Linked DNA regions of Oryctolagus cuniculus: region 2 is linked to region 1. A link is a contact called in public Micro-C data. All regions are on one chromosome and are shown on one strand. Each heading gives the region's core, a stretch centred on a gene start, on an enhancer-like site or on the middle of the called end of the contact. The rest is flanking DNA. Distances are from core to core; before and after follow the strand shown. Region 1 has its middle 120 kb from the start of EGLN3. Region 2 holds the start of EGLN3 (egl-9 family hypoxia inducible factor 3).

Region 1 (4,985 bases), core at 1,151-3,650:
GAAGGGTGAGTGCCTCGTGGTGGTTATGCAAATGAAAACCAGCACTCTGACAGGCGTCACCAGTCAGGAAGGAGTCCTCAATCAGATCCTGGGGTGGGGGATGGTGGTTCTTAAAGTTCCCAGTCTTTTACCAGTTTTGGCTGGTTAGAACCAGTTGAAACACAATCTTTAGTTTGGCCATTTCCTAGGCAAGTGCTGCTATAAGGGAAAATTATTTTCCATCTTTCATTCACTCTGCATTGCACTTTCAGACCCAGCTCCCGGGGCTAGCATAATGGCACAGCAGGTTAAGCTGCCACTTTGTCACCAGCATCCCCTATCAGAGCATGGGTTTGAGTCCTTGCAGCTCCACTTCCGATCCAGCTCCCTGCTCATGTGCCTGGAAAGGTGGTGGAAGAAGGCTCAAGTGCATGGGCCCCTGGTACCCATGTGGGAGACCTGTGTCAAGTTCCAGGCTCCTGGGTTCAGCCTGGCTGAGACCCAGCCATGGCAACCATTTGGGGAGTGAACCAGCAAATGCAAACTATCTTTCTCTCCTTGTCTTTTCTTCTCTGTCACTCTTTCAAATCAATACATAAATCTTATACACAACTCTGCACAACATACTGATGATGCCACAAAGTGTGAAGTGAGAAGGCAGGGCCAGCCCGTGCCTCCATGCAAATTGCCACTTAGCAATGTGATCTCGTCATGAAAGTGTTTCTCTCACACCTAAAAAGTCCACTTCAGGAAACCCGTGCTAAGCAGACAGGTAATAAGGTGATCAAATATTTACATACCATATTCACTTGAGCATGGCTTAGCTAAAAAAAAAAAAAAAAAAAAAAAAAAAAAAAAAAAAAAAAGGAAGCAATCTAAATTAACAGCAATAGGGGAACTGTTAAAAATATAATATGTTCATAAAATGACTATAAAAATTTAATGACATGGGAAATTGTGTATGTCCTAACATGCAGCAGGGTAAACATTACAAAATAACACAGTTTTTAGCATAATCAAAACCACACACTAACTTTGAAAATCCCTGGAAAGAAATATATCTGAAACACTAATACTGTCAGTATGTGAGTATTGGATCATAGGACTCTTTTCTTCTCCTTTATGCTTTATTCTAAGATTTACTTATTCACTTCAAAGGCAGAGTCACAGAGAGAAAAGGAGAGACAGAGAGAGAGGTCTTCCATCTGCTGCTTCACTCCCCCAAATTGCTGCAAGGCTGGAGCTGGGCCGATCCGGAGCCAGGAGCCAGGAGCCAGGAGCCAGGAGCCTCCACCAGGCTCCCACTTGGGGACAGGGCCCCAAGCACTTCAGCCATCTTCTGCTGCTTTTCCCAGGCCATTAGCAAGGAGCTGGATTGGATGTGGAGCAGCCAGGACAGGATCCAGTATGGGATGGCTGTGCTGCAGGCCACGGCTTAACCCACTAGGCCACGACCCTGGTCCCCTATCCTTTATTCTTTTATTTATTATGTATTTATTTATTTATTTGAAAGGCAGAGCGACAGAGAGAAACAGAGATCTTCCATACACTAGTAAACACCTCAGGGCTTAGCCAGGTGGAAAACAGGACCCGGAACTCAACCTGGGTCTCCCATGTCGGTGGCAGGCACTCAAAGGCTGGACCCCCTCACCTGCCTCCCTGCCTAAGCATCAGCAGGAAGCTGGACTGGAGGCAAAGCCGGGGCTCCAACCCCTGCCCTCATACGTGAGATGCACGCATCCCAAGCCAAGGCTCACCCATCTGGGTTTATTGTGTTTCCAAGGGATTCAGGGAAAGCCCCGCCCCCCTTAAAAAAATCAGAGCAACACTATCTCCCAAATAGGCCAAACTCTACAAATGGCTTAGCTCTGTGCATAGGATCTCGCTCCTGTAACCTAGGTGTCCAAGGACAGAATTTCCATATGAATTAACCTCCCATTCGTTCACAGTGCCTCCATAGAAACCACTTCTCCAAGGCTTCCCCGAAATGAGCAAACAAGTGACACAGCTTTCCAGGGACGCATGGTGCAGCTCTCACAGCCCACCACCTCCCACCCCCACCCCACCCCTGTATCCTGTGACCAAGGAAGGCTCCCCCAGGAGCCACGGTGTCCCGGGCAGACACCCTCCCACCACCACCACAACCCCGGGACTCCGGTGGGATCACTACCGATAGAAGATCACAACGCCCGCTGTAGCCCTTAAGCTGTAAAGGCATCAAAATCGCCTACTAGTAAGGCAGCCTTGGCTGGGTTGGGGCTAAAGTCCTGCCTGGGCGCGCCCGGGTTGGGGCCCGGGGCCAGACGCTTGGCGCCGGCCCTGGAATAAACAAAATACCCGCGTCCGCGAGGACGGCATTGGCCGCAGGGCTGTCCGGCCCAGCCCATGGCGGTCGGCGCGCGGCTCACGTACCAGCGCGTGAGTCAGCGCGTTCCAGGGCAGCGCCAGGACCCGCGCGCGTTCCCTCCGGGCTCCGCGCCCGCAGCCCCCAGAAAGGGCTCCTCGGGATTTCCCGCTGCCCGCATCTCAAGGCTGTCCGTGTTGCAAGCCATCTGCACGTTGGGGCTTGCCCTTCCCCGGCAGAGCCCCCTTCTGTGCTGGCCAGCTTGGAAGAGGGGGCCTGAGGGTGAGGGGGCGGAGGAGGGCAGAGCCAGACCTGCTGTCCTTTTGAGCAGGAACGTGTTTCTCTACGTAGCCCTGATGTGTTTTCCTTCTTTGAGGCCCGCTGACGTGTGCAGTGGCTGCGGGGAGGGGTAGGACAGCTGCAAGGGGTCTTGCCCGGGGCGGCCTGGGGAAGCAGAGGGCAACAAGTTAGAGGGGGCTGGGGCGTCCGTTTTCAACCACCTCTCCCGCGCGCGCCAGCGCTGGGGACTCGGTTGCATTTCCGCAAATCAGCACCTGGTTAGTGACAACCACCAACTTCTAAAAGGAAGTTGCCTACGTGCCGGACAGCTGAACGACAGAATTAGAAGCACTTTGTAGCAGATGTATGAATCCAGCAGTACCTCCTTGACCGGTCTTGGCCCTGTGGGAAAGTGCGCCTTCCCAAATCAGAGCACCTTGGGAAGCCACATGTTTGTGCACTTTTTGCAAAGCCTGGGGGAAAGCTTGCAAAGATACGGGGAAGGAGACGGGAAGGACGTTGCTTCAAAAAGTTCCTGGAAAATAGAATGAAGAGCTAAGTTTATTTTGGTGCAAAAGTACTTTGAAATTCATGCATACAAAGGGTCTTAAAAAATGCATTATGAAATAACCGGATTTGACTTTTTTTTACACCAAAATAAACATCTTTTAATTCCATTTTTCTGTAGATAACTTTAAAGCACTTTTGTCTATGGGGAAGAAGAGGGAAAACTGATTAGGGAAGGGGCATTCAACAATGAATAAAGTGATTCAAAGAGCATTATTGAGCCCCTAATGGGGGCCAGGCAGTATCTGGGCACTGGACAAGTCAACTCTGCTTCCTACCCCCCAGGATTCCAGTTCTCAGCGTGCACAGGTGAGCGGGCAGCAGTCTCTGAGAGGAGAGGGGCTGAAAGGGTAATGTCTAGCACCCAGCCTCTGATACTAGTTCTGCATTTTACACGCTGTGAGCAGCCAGTGAGTTCTCTCAGCCCCCTTCAGTTTCCTCCTTTGAAACATAAAAATAGTTAAAACAGCACTATTTCTTAGTATTTTCATAGGCCTAAATACATCAACAGGAGCAAAAACACAGAACAATGTCCGGCATTCAGTAGGCACTCAATAAATATTCTTAAAAGAATGAATGGAGGGGACGGGAGCAAGAGCCGCCAAGCACAGAGGGCAGGCTGGGAGCTGCAGAGCCTCAGAGGGGCGCATTCACAGCGCTCTCAATGGAGCTTCGGGGTGCTGTGCAGCGTGGGAGCCCTGCCTACTCGTGGGGCTGTTTCAGCATTGTTCAGAACAGCATAGCATTGAAGATGCAAATGTATTTACCCATAAATAAGACGTGCACCACTGTTTGAGCCATGAAAAGGAATAAAGTCCATCAGTGTATAACAAAATGGACATGAAAATCCCAAGTTACATAGTAATACGTGCAGCATGATAGCATGTAGAGAAAAGAACACACACACACACAAATATTCTACATATTTTATTCTCTATATTTTATGTATATATGGTTTTTTTTTAATGCCGGAAGGAAGACACAGCAAATATAATGCTGTCTCTGAATAAAAGACTGGGAATTGTGATTTGGATGCCAATCATGGGGCTGTATCTTAGTCCAGATTGCAATAATTGGAAAAAAATAATTGCAAACAGAACAGTGTACTATACATCATGTCATTTATTTTTTAGAGGTATAGACAGACAATACAACCAGAAGTAAATAGGTCAACACTGGCTAACCAAGAATATGGGTGAGAATTATTTTTTATTTGTGCTTCTCTGCATATTCCTACTGAAGATAATTACACCCTCACAGGGTGAGTGTTATGGTAAATGGACAGACAGGTGTGGGCCTGGAGGGCACCTGCTGGGTGAGGCCAGGCTTATACACCCACCATCTATGAGCACTACACAGGACAAAGCAGGCTCCCCAATCCCCCCTCTGTTCTAACTCCACCCTGGCGCAGGCCATGTGCCACTGGAATGCCCAGATTGGCCAAAGCTCTAGGCCAGGGCTGCCTTTAGCATCCTGTGGCTGGCTGGCACTTCTCCTTAGCAGGTTCATTCAAATCTTGGCCTGCCAAAAATATGATGTTGTGGCTGGTGCCCACTGGAGAAACAGTGGAAACCCCCTGAGGTGCGGTGTGCCCCCCAGCGGGTCCCCCATGGTTCTGAAAACTGCATGAGCCATGAGCGGCTGCGTGCCTTGCGGCAAGTGAGTGGTGAGGGGAAAAATGGAAAGCGCGTCCCCTCAGGGCTCCCAATGGCTGTTGTTCTCTCGACCTCTGCTTGGGCTCTTCCAAGGGCGGCGGCAGCCCGGCGCCCAACTGCTGTGGGAGCAGCTTAGTGTGGGTCCAGATTCCAAGCTTTGC
Region 2 (4,604 bases), core at 1,211-3,710, 120 kb before region 1:
CCTAACTTACACTGTGCTTTTCATTCCATGTGAGTTCATTCTAGTTTGGAACCCTCACCCTATGCACTAACTTGAAGCTAAATAAAACCCTTTAACCTTCAAATACGCAAGTGACCTGATTTTACCAATTAATTCTGACCTCCCCCAGAGCAAATTCTGTTCCTAGAATTCCAGAGGAGAAATTTCTAACACCTGAGTTTAAACAAAACCTTTAAAAAAGGAAAAAGAAAAAACTGTTAAAAAGCCATCTGCTCTTGGGTTGAAGCTAGGAGGGCCTAGCAACAACTGAGGCTAAGCCCCCTGCCCCACCCCAGGAGACCAGGAAGGTCACTTGGTATAAAAACAAGCCTAACCTAAAGAAAAATGACTTTCTAATCCACCACCAAGACGATAGGAGCGGAGTAAAGAAACACTCTGACGTCGGCCTCTCCACAGTGCGATTTGTGGTGGATTTTTCCCAAATCAAAGTAAAATTTAGAAAGCAGCATTTTCTTCGAAGATGCTATTCCGTTGCTCCTGGATTGAAAGGTACACAGCAGTCTGGCTCCCTGCTCCATGCACACCCCTCGACCCTTGGCTTCCCACGCCCGTGCCGTCCTGGCAAACTGCCCTGTTACTAAGAGTGCTCCTCTCTGTGGGCCAGATGAGACAACACTGCTTCCTTTTATCACTGGACCTATCTCAGATTGAGAAACACTATGTGTGTTGTCCAAAGAATGGTGGTACCTGGGTGAATGTTCCTCTTCCCTCCCCCTCCGGTGCTAGTCTACTCCGCCTCACTTGTTTTCAGGAAACGTGTTCCACAATTTCGCGTGTCTCTTTCCAGACCACTCTACAAGTGCAAATCACTCAGAACTGCCAGTGGAAAACTGGCTGGACTGGCAACTGAAGGAGACGGAGCAACAATTCTATCCCAAAGGAACACGCTTGCACCAACATCATGGTGAGGGTTCCCATATTTCTGCCCATCTACCTATACCTGTTTCCAAGATAAATTACCAACCAGGGAGTCACTTCCGGCTCTGTGAACAAAAACATGCTTTCTTTCCGGAGGCACTTGACCCCTCTCTCAGGAGCACTGAACTGTTTGTGTTAAGAGGATTTTGCCATCAAACCATAGTCGGGGAAAGGAAGGTGGTGGCTTGCGGTTAGCACAAGGAGAGAATTTCCAGACAAGCAGATGGTCCGTCCGACAGTACGCCTGTCCAAGAAGTCAAGGGCAGCCCTGCGAAGCGAAGAGTTTAGACCGTACACTTGTCCTAGTCTTTCGTCCCACCTTCCCACACCTGCCACGCTCCGCAAAGCAACCGCCACACTGCAAAACACAGCTGTTTTGTTTCTCTAAGAATCCCATCAGCCTACAACGAAGGGCAATCGTGGGTGTGTCCAGGTGTGTCTCAGGTCAAACACAACGTTCCCAACATCCTTTCCTGTCTGGATTTCGGAGCACCTCTGTGCCTTAAAATCGGACCCAAAGCCCCAGCTGCTCGGGCTTGTATCACCAAGAGCAGCCACTATTAACAGCCTCTTAACGCGGACTTTCGCACAGAGGAGCTGGACGGGGTTGGGAGTCAAGGCCGGGTGGAGGGGCCAGAAAGGAACCCGGCTGACTTCTGGGATGAACCCCGAAGTTCGCGCGCAGCCCGGCGAAGGCGACGGACAGCTCACTCCGGCTGCCCCCCGCGCCCGCGCGCCTCCTACCTTGGACCTCTCCTTGACGTAGTATTTGCCCAGGCGGCTTCCGCAGTACAGGACCAGCCTGTCGATGAGGGACAGGAGGAAGCTGATGGCCTCGCAGCCCTTCTCGTTGCCCCCGATCCACGTGATCTGGTCGCCGCGCAGGTGCCGCTTGGAGACGCCGGAACGCGGCCCGGCCAGCTGGCCGTCCCGCAGGGCCCCTTCACGGTGCAGCTGCTTCACGCGCTCCAGCACGCAGTTGCCCACCACCTCGCCCAGGAAGTTGTCCAGGTAGCAGAAGCCCACCTCGTGCAGGCAAGGCACGATGTAATCCACGGCAATTTTCTCCAGATCCTGGCTCATGATGTGTGACAGGGGCATCTCGCCCGCAGGACGCAGGGCAGGGACACCCCACGTGCGCACGGGGAGCGGGGAGCGACCCGCCGCAGCGCCCAGCGGAGGCGCAGCGAGCGGAGCGCTGGGTTCAGGAACCTGCGGCGGGCACTGTCCGGGAGCCACCGCGCCACCGAGCCACCGCGCCACCGCGGCACCCAAGGGCAAGGGAAAGTTGTCCGCAACTCGGGCAGGAAGGGCTCGCCGTTCAGGGGCCAGCCCGAGTTGTGCGGGGCTCCGCGAACCAGTGCTGGACTGGCCCAGAGAGGAGTCCGAGGGCCCCTTTTGAGGATGCGGAGCCACCACTGCGGCGGCGGAGGCGGCGGCAGCGGCCTGTGGCTGGGAGCGGCTGAGGTCCGGCCCATGAACCGGCGGACTCGACGCGTCACGGGCCCCGCCCCGGGCCCACCCCGGCCCCGCCTAGTCCCCGCCCAGGGACCGCCCCCGCTCCGCCCTCCCCGACCCCGCCCATTGCCCCGCCGGGGCTGCCCCGCCGCCAGGGATCCCGAAGAGCCGGTCGCCAGTCTCACTTGTTTGTGAGCTGGAAATTTTCCAATGCTCTCTATTTGCATAGTGTTTTGCATGAAATCCTAAAACAAAAGTGAAAACCTGGATCCGCACTCTTACGAGTGAATGAAATTAGGAGCGCGGGGTATTGCCACGGTCCGTGCTGGCCACCGCACAGGCTTTTGAGCAAAATAACAAACGCAGCAACAAAGGCTCATAGGTTCTACGGTGGTCTCGTTCTTGCCCTCCCAAGTGCCTTTCCTTCTTCCTTCTCCTTGGCTCTGACACGAGCCAGCGGGCTCAAGCCGCCGGGCGGGAGGAGCGCAGTTGTAGCTAGCATGAACACAGTAGCATGGTCCCTTAGCTCCTACTCTGTGCTCAACTTAGAGGGATGTGGCCAATGAAGAATCGCCGAGCCATAGCCGATCAGGCACAGCAAATACTGCATTCTGCTTTGCTGGGTGTCTCCATCCACTTACCTTCCACGGTTTTAGTAAAACACGATGTTCTGAAATTCTACCTGCAAAATCAGTGACACAGCTATGTAATATATGGGCATATTCCTCGCCCTGTCCCCCAAGTCCCTCTTCTTTCTCCACATGCAGTTGTATCCCCACGCCAGGGAGAGAGGGACAGACACAACCGTAAGTTGTCGTAGTGGCCCACAGATTAGCTAACTGCATTGTGGGTTTTTTGACCCTGTCCTACTGAGCACTAGAAATCAGAATGGGTGTGTGTGTGTGTGTGTGTGTGTGTGAAGGGGAGACACATATATTGCATGGAAAGCCATGTCCATATTTTTGGTTTCACCTTAGTGTGAGCTTGGCTTCTTCACTGCACAACAGAAGGAACTGGCTTTTCGGGTATCGTGATTGTGTGCACAGTGTCCTGCAATTCTGTCACTTTTTCTCCTTCGTCCTGGCCTCTGCGGGAAGAAACGCAGTGAGGGCACAGGGAGAGGCTTAGGGGTGTTCTGGGAGGAGCTGTCAGCGTACAGGGTTTAAGAAACTTTGGTGAAACTTCTCACACTGAAAGGAAGTCCTCTGCCAAGTCGCTGAGTAGCTGACACTCCTGGTATGAATGGTCAGCAGGAGGCGCCACTCCTCGGAAGCTTAAATGGGTCAGTGCTCAAGGAGCTGTCACCTAAAATTCCAGGGCAGGCGCCCATCATCCTCCATCCTCCATCCACCCCTGGTATGTGATAGGTGCCTCATAAATGCTTACTGGGATCCTGAGCCATGGCAGCCTCATCACGGGATTCTGGACTGGAAGTCTACATGGAAGAGTGACTGGGAACTTCCCCCCAGAGAATTCACTCCAAGAGAATGTCAGGCAGGTGCGGGTGGCCCTGAAGCAAACCTTAGCAGCCAGAGCAGACAGAAATTCTGCAAGGGCGTTTGTCTCCTGGCTGTGTCTGCCCATCCAGCCGTGGTGGATGTTTGAGTCCTGGACACAGAGACTTAAAGTGAGAACCGGAGCACTGTTCACTTGCAGCAAGGAGTGAAAGGCTTTCCACTTCTGTTTGGCACACTCCCCTCACCCTTCATCAGCAGCGATGGCTCTGGCCCCTCGGCTCATCTCCTCTGGGGGATCTAGGGGTAACTGAGTGATGGGCTGATGCCTGGACTGAGGTGGCCTGACTGTGGGCCCTGATGGGCAGTGGCTGGTGGTCTTTGGAGCTTTGGAATGTGTGTGGACCCCAGAAGTACTCATCGAAATCCCTGAAAAGGGCCAGAATTAAAAAGGGGAGAAATGACAGATAACCCGCAGTCACTGCTGAAATCTTTCTAACTGAAGATTCTTTGTCAATCTGACTGATACTCCCAGGAATAATTATAAGGGAACTTACAAACGACCAGAAACCTGAAGTAGATAGTAGAGTGAGTAGTGGTTAGAAAAATACAGAAAAGTATACACCCACGTTCCAGAATGAACAGGTTAACCCAGGATGGGGCTGAGCGTTCAGTGCAGCCGATCAACCACCACTTGGGACCCCATATCCACGGCAGAGTGCCTGCTTCGAGTCC

Evidence for each region. Hi-C and Micro-C count contacts between places; a contact is called where the count stands out from the background.
Region 2: a Micro-C map of ear pinna shows a contact between it and region 1, with 2.6 times the contacts expected there. The contact joins the promoter of EGLN3 here to the enhancer-like site in region 1. A contact is called at or near these places in 3 of 6 Hi-C or Micro-C datasets (ear pinna, skin fibroblasts and an unstated tissue).

The regions. Positions count from the first base shown.
Region 1 is chr12:41,392,941-41,397,925 of mOryCun1.1, reverse strand. No RefSeq gene overlaps it. Among named protein-coding and RNA genes, the nearest start is that of EGLN3, 120 kb to the left of the region's middle. Within about 2 kb of position 2,400, at least 7 of the 8 cell types and tissues checked have an H3K27ac peak or open chromatin away from gene starts, as enhancers often do. A contact at or near this core is called in ear pinna, where this site is marked.
Region 2 is chr12:41,509,170-41,513,773 of mOryCun1.1, reverse strand. EGLN3 (egl-9 family hypoxia inducible factor 3) reads right to left here and starts at 2,460. Exons shown (of 5, transcript XM_051822756.2): 1 at 1,702-2,460. The coding sequence starts at 2,058.